Regions from separate parts of the Mus musculus genome. Here all the other regions are linked to region 2. The links are chromatin contacts, called in public Hi-C and HiChIP or PLAC-seq maps. All regions are on one chromosome and are shown on one strand. The core of a region is the stretch at or near the end of the contact, and the rest is flanking DNA. Distances in the headings are between cores, read along the strand shown. Region 1 has its middle 41 kb from the start of Prdm1. Region 2 holds the start of Prdm1 (PR domain containing 1, with ZNF domain). Region 3 has its middle 25 kb from the start of Gm35028.

Region 1 (2,700 bases), core at 96-2,595, 41 kb after region 2:
CAGTTAACCAGCATGTCTATCACAAGTGGGACATATCCCAGTTAACCAGCGTGTCCATCATGAGTGGGACATATCCCAGTTAACCAGCATGTCTATCACAAGTGGGACATATCCCAGTTAACCAGTATGTCCATCACAAATGGGACATATCCCAGTTAACCAGCGTGTCCATCATGAGTGGGACATATCCCAGTTAACCAGTATGTCTATCACAAATGGGACATATTCCAACTAACCAGCGTATCCATCACAAGAGTCTTATGAGAGAGGGGGTGGGAAAATTATTTGAAGAAATAAAGGCTGAAAATCGTCAAGGTTTGATGAAATGTTTTATATACAAGGATCTAACTCTAAATGGCTAAACTCTAAATGCCAAGTTGGATGAACCCTGGGAACCCACATCAAGATTTATTATATCATGAGATGCCAGTTATCACATATTAAAAAAAAAACTAGGATAGAGTTGAAACTAGGAAACAAAAATTGTCTTTATATATATCCTCTTTTGCAATTCACAGAACCTTTGGCTTGCCTCCTGTCCTTCCTTATCAACTGATATTTCTTTTTCTTGGTCTCCTTTCTAGGAGTTATACTATACCCATACTTACACGCTTATAGATACACATGTATGCATTATAAGCTAGGATTCAAATAGGAAGGAGAACCTGGGCACGTGCTTTATAATCCTAGCGCACCACTCAGGAGGCAGAGGCAATAGGATCTGTATGAATTTGGAGCTTTTGGACACCTTAGTGTAAGGAAAACTGAATAGAAACATAGCCCTATCAGAAGAAAAAGAAACCCTCGGCCCTAAATGCGAAGACATTCAGTTAAAAACAAATCAGGAGAGAAAAGTATCGTTGAAGGTCTTCAGTATGAACTTAGTGACTGAAGGGGAACGTACACAAGGTCTCCCCAAAATATTCCCCCTCCTCTGTGCGAAGTGCTGACCCTGTCTGGAGGCAAGTGAGTTAAGATAAAGTCACTCTTTGCAAACTACTCATGGCTCACATGTCCTGAACTCACTGAAGCTTGTAAAAAAACAAAAACAAAAAAAACAAAACAAAACAAAAAAACGGTCCAGGATCCAGTGGTGGGATATGGTGGATAGTCAATACAACAGACAGAGGCCATTTCAAATGGGTTAAAAATACCAATGTTAAAACAACAAAACAGAGACGATTTCCTTTACTCTCCTTAAAAACAGAGGTATGTTTTCATCTGGAAGACATTCCTAGATGATGAAATCCAAGTTCCTCTTTTAGAAAAGAGTATACACTACCGAGTACTTATCTGGTCCCTTTAAGAAAAAGCCCACAGCTGCATTACCCTCTGCCCCTCTGCACTGGTCCTCATCACTATTTCTCCTTGCAGTCTGTACTTTACAACCGTTTCTCTCCCTGATGGAGCAGATCTCTCCTTCATGCCCAAAGTGCCCTTTGAAGTCTGCCCTCCCTTTAGGGCTTTGGCGGAGGTATTCAGACCACTCACACAACTCCAGCAGAGTTCCTGGACCATCCACGTTCTGTCGAATACAGTTGTTTCATGTGGCCCGTGATTTACTGTCTTAATTAATGCTCAAAAGAAGAAGAGTGTATCTTTGGTGGAGTTTTCCCCCCTTCTTTCCACAAAACAGGACTCTTGGGGTTTCTGTGGACATTGTGCAGGATGGTTTTGCCAAATGGGACGAGGCATGGTTAATACTTTTCCTTTATAACCTTTGCCATAAATCAGCTGGCACTCCGTTTGCACAAGCGCAGCGATTAATGTCCTGCCCCGCCCCCAGCACTTCCCGAATCTTAAACAAAGTTGGAATAAACTGAGGCTGAGCAGAGCCAGTGGGCCCAGTACGTCAGTTTAATGAGGTCTGAATAGATCACACAGGGCATATTGTGGCAGAATGAGGTGGGTGGTGGGGATGCAAATCTCAGTGATGTGAAAGTGGGGGAAGCGAGGGAAAGAGAAGATGTAGGTTTCGGTAGGTGGTGCTTAGACTCGGACACGTGTCTTTGGTAAAGGGAGCACGTCTTACATTCTCTCTGCCATTTGCTCGAGCTTAACTGCGGGACATGTTTAGATTTATCACTGTTTCCCCTCTGTGGTTTTGCTCTTCCATGTTCCCCAACACATGGGAAGTTTATTGTTTGCTGCTTCGTACTTGCTCTTACTCTCTATCCTCCTGCCTGCAATCAGATATCTCCAGATGCCAAAAGAATCCCCTACAGGAGAGAAGAAAAATAAAGAACTGCTTATCAAAGGCCCGGACTCCTCAGAAGCTAATTCTTAGGCCCCACCCATCCTTGGTGGACAGAGTTCTTTCAGTCCACCCTTTCCCATAAATCCATGTTCCTCCCCTTCCATCGATCACATCAGAGAAAGGTATGTCGATCCCTTTTCTGCTCAGTAAGTCAAATGCATGCATAGGATTGTACCTTTGATGAAAGCTATACAACAAGGCAAAAGGAAACAAGCCTCTTCAAAGGAGTCATCTCAGTGGGACTGAGGATTTGGTCAATGGTAGCATGCTTGCTCCACCTCAAAGCCCTGTGCTGAGGGGGCGAGGTGAGGTAGAAGAAGTATCCAATGACTTATTTCCCTAATGTCAGTCCTAAACTCACAACAGACCACCAGGAAGAAGTGACTGTTACCAGAGTTATCTTTTACAGACTGCAGGAAGATTGTTGAAGGAAAGAATTTTAA
Region 2 (2,700 bases), core at 110-2,609:
GCTCCCTAGCGAAGCAACTTTCAAAACAACTAGGTCCCCTCCCTCTGCCGCGCGCGCGCGCGCGTTCAGTCTCTTTCATCCTCCAGCAGGCAAGCCTGAGAGGGGTTGCATCCTGCCAGCATCCTTGAGTACCAGCCTTCCCGAGCTCCCATGGACCACAGGAAAAGAAAAATTGGGGAAGAGGGAAACACCCAGCAGTTTTGTTTGTTTTTTTAATCCGTGGGCATCTCGAGCCAGATAGAAAAATTAAAAACAAAACATATTAAAAAAAAAGTCAATAGAATTCCCTGAAGAGAATTCCTTTAGGAGCCCTCAGCCACAAATAGCACTTTCTATTTAAATGTGAAAGTGCATGAATTCCCAGAAGTCACTGAAGTGGCACAGTTTACTGTAACTAAAGTTATACAGAAGACTTGGGGATCCTCCTCTTATCTGCCCTCGGAAAAAGTCCTTTCCAAAGAGGAAAAGCAAGAAAGATAAAACAGCCTCTGCAACGTATTCCCACATAGACGCCGCAGATAAAAATTAGGAATAAGGATAACCATGTTAGAACGCGCGCTTGTGAAAATGTAAACACAGTACAGCGGGAGTCCCTCTCCGGAGCTGGTCTTTACAATTCGTCCCTAGATAGGACGCTCCGAGAAGGGGAAAGATGCTTACTTGTCCTTGTCCCGGGTACAACTTAAACTATCTCATTCTTATTTAGTTCCAACATGTAAGGTCATGTGGAACAAACGATGTTAAATACAAGTGAAAACCTAAGTCAACCCGGGATAGTTACAGTAATGTAAAGGCAGCGAGTGGCGAAGCGGACAAGAACCACTACTGAAATTTCAGTGAATTGACAATTATGTCTAGAACTGAAAGGGTTAATGATTCATACGGAGGAAAAAAGTCTTCTAAATGTTTGACAGTGCTCCGCGTACTAAAACAGAAGCGCTGGTTTCTACTGAGGCTTCATTCTTTTTTTTTTTTTAAAAGGGGGAGGGGGGAGAAAAGAAAAGTTAAAAAAAAAAGGAAGAAAGAAAAAGGGATAAAAGGTTTCAAATCGTATTAAAGACAGAATCTGGTTCCTTACCAAGGTCGTACCCACACGTTTTTCCAAGAGAAGATCCAACATCTGAGATAAGCCTCTCTCATGTCCACCCAGTCCACATCCTCCCGCGTCCCTGCCGGGCTGAGCAGTACTGACGCGCACCTCGGCGGTCCCTCCTTTTCTACGGCCGCGGGCCGGGCTCGCTCCGGGCGGACAGGTGCTGCGCGCTGCTCTTGCGTCTCCGCGACACTGGAGGGCCGAGTGTCACTGCAGCAGTGTCTGTGCGAGCGAGCGAGTGAGCGAGCGACTGACTACTCTTCCCCCTCCCTGCCCTGCCGCAGACTTCTTTACCAATACTGACGGTCTGATTCACTCCTACCAGCCGCCGCGATGGGGGCGTGGCCGCACCTGGCCAGCCCAGCCGTGCAGCGTGGGGTTCAGGGCTTCCCCCCACCGACTGCGACCCGCGGCAGCTTCCTCTGTTTGCAAATGGATTTCAACAAGGACTGGGAATCTTCTTACTTCCCTTTGCAGGCGCTTGCCCTCCATGTTTACCCACACTACGATTGTATTCTAAGTCCTCCGGATCGCTAGCTTCCTGTCGCGGCAGAGCGGGGCGGGGTGGGGGACTCCTCCTCAAAAGAAAACCCTAGTCACCTAAACTCGGTGTCTCAATTACAGGATCCGACGTACTTCGAAGGAAAGAGCTAAAGTATTTTGGCAGCACATGCAATACAATTTCGCTGTGTAGTCCTGGAGTCATTGCCAATGAAATAAATATTCTAAGGCGGTTCTCCTCTAGTATTAAACGTATAGGATTTCATTTCTCCTGCTAACTGAATACATTCAGCTTAGGTAGACCTAACTTCCTCCTTTCGACCATTTGGAAATAGGGAAACAGGAAAAAGTTATAATCATATATACTGGTTTTGTTGTCCCTGCCTCTCATGCCCAAACCCACAGCCAGGCTTCCGAGCGTGTGCGTACAATGGAGAGTAGGAATGCTTCCCAGTTAAAAAGGGGATGTTGGGCTGGGGGCAGTGAGTGGAAAGCTGTTGGAGGCAGTAATTAGTGGGGCTCGTTCTGAGCCTGGCCGGCTTTTCCTTCAGCCCCAGTCTGTCTTCTGGAGAAGGAAGGACATCCTGTGATGATGGCATACAATGTCCTGTTTGTTTATTATTAAGAGCGTGGACCTTGCATTCCTGCTTCTCATTACAAAACAAACCAGATGCGGTACTTCCTTCAATGGTCTTTTGCCTTCAGCAGGGATCCTCCAATTCACAGAAACAATGCTGCTAAGGGCCCATTTATAGCCAGCATCCCATCACAGCGACTTTTTAGATCACAGAAACTCAAGTCTTCCCCTTATCTTGCTTGCCTCATCGCAGGTTCCCCTCACCCCCACCCCCATTTTTAAAAATCATCTCTCCCAAAAGTTTACGATGTGGTATCTTTTCTAGTATTCTAAACACACGGGGCATACACACCCACCCACATCCAGATCCACACCCACATTCACACACCCAGACCCAACCTAATGATACCAACTTAGTCATACAATGAAGTGGACATTTGAGTATTTGTTTACAGGAAGAAATGAAACACAGCAAAACAAAAGCCCAACTCAATCATAAAGACAGGCTTGTTCTTCTGTTTTCCTTTCA
Region 3 (2,700 bases), core at 106-2,605, 55 kb before region 2:
AGCCTGGGGGTAGCTGCATTAAACACACACTGGGGGATGGAAGGAGTGGGGGACAGCCCCTGTGATGACAAGCCTCTATCTACCTCAGGACCATTCCAAGGACTCCTCCATGACCCGAGATGAGGCAGTTCTCACACCTTTCTTCACCACATGCTATGTACTCTCTTGACCTACACTTGTGGCCTCCTGCCCCGGCCTGAGATACCACCGTGAGATTTCTTATTTCAAGTAGTAAGTTTATGATGTGGCCAGATGTTTATTACAACTTCAGAATACATCAGAGCTCGACAGTTGTCCACAGTGCTGCCTAGGCTGCAGTGGAACTCCAAGGCTCAGGCCTTTGGTTCTGTCCCTCTGTCCCTCTGCCCCTCTGCCCGTCTGCCCCTCCCTCCCTGTTCCTTTCTCAGTTCACAGCAGCCCTGAGGGTCACCTCTACAGTTGCCTATTCTATGGGGACATTGCTCTGTTTCTGGGAGATGTGACTCTTCTTAATGAGGAGATGCTTCAGCCTGAGGATTTCTGAGAGTGCCTGCAGAACGCAGCAGAGAACATGCATCCAGGGCGGGTGGGCTGACACAGCTGCGGCAGGCTCACTGGTGAAGTAGAAAGAAAGCTGAAAACTCTGGCTCCCGAGCTGTCAACTTTCTGTGGAAGGGTATTTATGGGAACACGAATACTCCAGTTCCCTTGGCCTGACAATAATGCAGAAAGCTGAGAATGCAGGGTCGGCTAGTCCAGGTTAGGCACTATGGACCCGGTCCTAGAAGCTAGTTCTGTTTTGCCTCCGTCTGCCCCAGCAGTGTGTGCACATTTTTCTCCTGAAGAGCACTTTCAGTAGAGGGTGGCAAGTGGCAGCGGGGCTGAGAGCTGAGGAGACCTCACTTGCACTCAACACTTCTCTAGAGAAAGCCTTTCATCTGACTGGCTCAAAGCACCCGTGAGTGATAATTTACTCCTTGGGACATCTCCTGGGGAGGTAAGTGTGTTGTCTCATGGTTTTGTTTGTTTGTTTGTTTTGTTTTGTTTTGTTTTGTTTTGTTTTGTTTTGGTGTGTGTGTGTGTGTGTGTGTGTGTGTGTGTGTGTGTGTGTGTAGATTAGAACAAGGTGACATAGAGTTATTAAACGATCCCTTCAGTGAGCATATCTCTAATAACTGGGACCGGTTTACTGAAGTGGGAACAGACACCAGAGGCTGGGGCAGTGGCAGAAGTCAGGCCCTGCCACCTGGCTACCTTTGCCAACCCATTGCACACCTTCCCCAGTAAGTAGTGAGCTTGCCACTAGCCCTGGTGCCTCAGTGAGATGCTCACAAACCCAGGAAGTCAAGAGGGAGAGAAAAGAAAGAGAGTACACAGCAAGAAATAGCCCAGGACGAGGTTAGAGGCTCTCTCTGGCTTCCTGTAAGTGCAATCCTAACAAGCCACATGCGAGGGAAACCAAATGTCATGTGAAGCAGTGAAATTGTCACCCTCAGGAGGGCTGGGCCCCAAGGCGAAAGGTCAGACTGATCCCCTCTCTAGTAGGGCTGAGTTCCCTTACACTATTTTTAGCAACTCCTAGAATTTGCCAGCTATTTTTAGAAGCTCCTCGAATTTGTCACCTCACCCAGATACAAGAAGAGCCGAAGAATTACAGTTTGTCCTTCGACTGAAGGCAATGTCAGGCTTCAGCTGATGGACCTCCGAGAATTGTACACAGGTCAGATGTTAATGGTGACTCACACTGGAGCCTCTGACAGTCAAAGGACTCGACTCAGGTGGAGAACTCAGCAAGTGGTCATTACCCCACCTGCATGGCACAAGGTCAGCCTGGTGCTTAGCAGGGTGGACCTTGAAGCCTTGAGCCCCACCTCTACCTCCTTTTCCTCGTCTGCAAATGAGAGCTTGCTGTGACCTACCTCTTGCCGAGGTGGTGGTAAGAGTGTGGACTCACTCTTAGGAAGTATTCATGACCAGCAGCTGTTATTATGGTCTTTTGTTGTTGTTGTTGTTGTTCTTTAGGTTTATATTTTTAGAAAACTAAGAATGGCCACAAGGATGCCAATGGACAATCAGGACGTCGTGCCTAGGTCTGAAAGCCATACCATTTCTGCTGATAGAGAGCACCCTGGGAATCCTAGTCATGGGCTAGGCTCCGGGGTTCTGCGGGTTTTATTTGTAACATCTCCTGGGCCATTGGTAGGGTGGCCTTGGCTGGCACAGTCTGTCTTGGACCCCACTCTCAAAGATCTTCCAAAGATCTGCCTTGTGCCCTTACAATGGAGAGCCTGAAGCAGTGACTGAAATATTTCCAGTGAGCCATGTGACTCTGATAAGACTAGCAGTCCTCTCTACAAAATAATGAACATGGGCTCCACGTTTATTCCAGTGTTTCACATTTCCCACAGCACAGTAGTTTAACCTGTAAAGAGTCACCCTGAGTTAGCATCTACTGAGCCATTGCTACCAGGGAAAGCATGGGTTCCCTAAGCCTGTGGTCACAACATTTTTGTCAACTGACCCATGTAGTGCCATGTCCCTGTATGCGTCTGTATAGAGAGTCTGTCTTTATACACCATATACAGAACAACATTGTAAAATCATTGGTTTATTGGCAAAGAACTAGTGACTGTGTCTAGGTACTAGGTGGGTGGCTCAGTGAATAAGAACACTTGCCACACAAACAAAATGACCTGGATCCCCAGAACTAATGTAAAGAAG

The links. Hi-C and Micro-C count contacts between places; a contact is called where the count stands out from the background. HiChIP or PLAC-seq counts read pairs in DNA pulled down with a chosen protein or histone mark.
Region 1: a Hi-C map of uterus shows a contact between it and region 2, with 1.8 times the contacts expected there. The contact joins the enhancer-like site here to the promoter of Prdm1 in region 2. A contact is called at or near these places in 1 of 39 promoter capture datasets (macrophages), 4 of 484 Hi-C or Micro-C datasets (cerebral cortex, muscle stem cells and uterus), 3 of 115 datasets of contacts at active chromatin or transcription factors (the SCID.adh cell line and embryonic stem cells) and 2 of 9 other capture datasets (adipose tissue and pancreatic islet).
Region 3: a contact with region 2 is called in a BATF HiChIP or PLAC-seq map of CD8 T cells, with 8 read pairs. The contact joins the enhancer-like site here to the promoter of Prdm1 in region 2. A contact is called at or near these places in 1 of 39 promoter capture datasets (macrophages), 21 of 484 Hi-C or Micro-C datasets (CD4 T cells, CD8 T cells, the G1E-ER4 cell line and 9 more), 9 of 115 datasets of contacts at active chromatin or transcription factors (CD8 T cells, bone marrow-derived macrophages, embryonic stem cells and 1 more) and 2 of 9 other capture datasets (adipose tissue and liver).

What each region holds. Positions count from the first base shown.
Region 1 is chr10:44,498,311-44,501,010 of GRCm38.p6, forward strand. It overlaps a transcript of Prdm1 not described here. Among named protein-coding and RNA genes, the nearest start is that of Prdm1, 41 kb to the left of the region's middle. Within about 2 kb of position 1,346, at least 6 of the 459 cell types and tissues checked have an H3K27ac peak or open chromatin away from gene starts, as enhancers often do. A contact at or near this core is called in uterus, where this site is marked.
Region 2 is chr10:44,457,389-44,460,088 of GRCm38.p6, forward strand. It overlaps Prdm1 (PR domain containing 1, with ZNF domain), which reads right to left and starts at 1,360. Exons shown (of 7, transcript NM_007548.4): 1 at 1,079-1,360. The coding sequence starts at 1,120.
Region 3 is chr10:44,402,111-44,404,810 of GRCm38.p6, forward strand. No RefSeq gene overlaps it. Among named protein-coding and RNA genes, the nearest start is that of Gm35028, 25 kb to the right of the region's middle. Within about 2 kb of position 1,356, at least 23 of the 459 cell types and tissues checked have an H3K27ac peak or open chromatin away from gene starts, as enhancers often do. A contact at or near this core is called in CD8 T cells, Th1 cells, Th2 cells and 2 more, where this site is marked.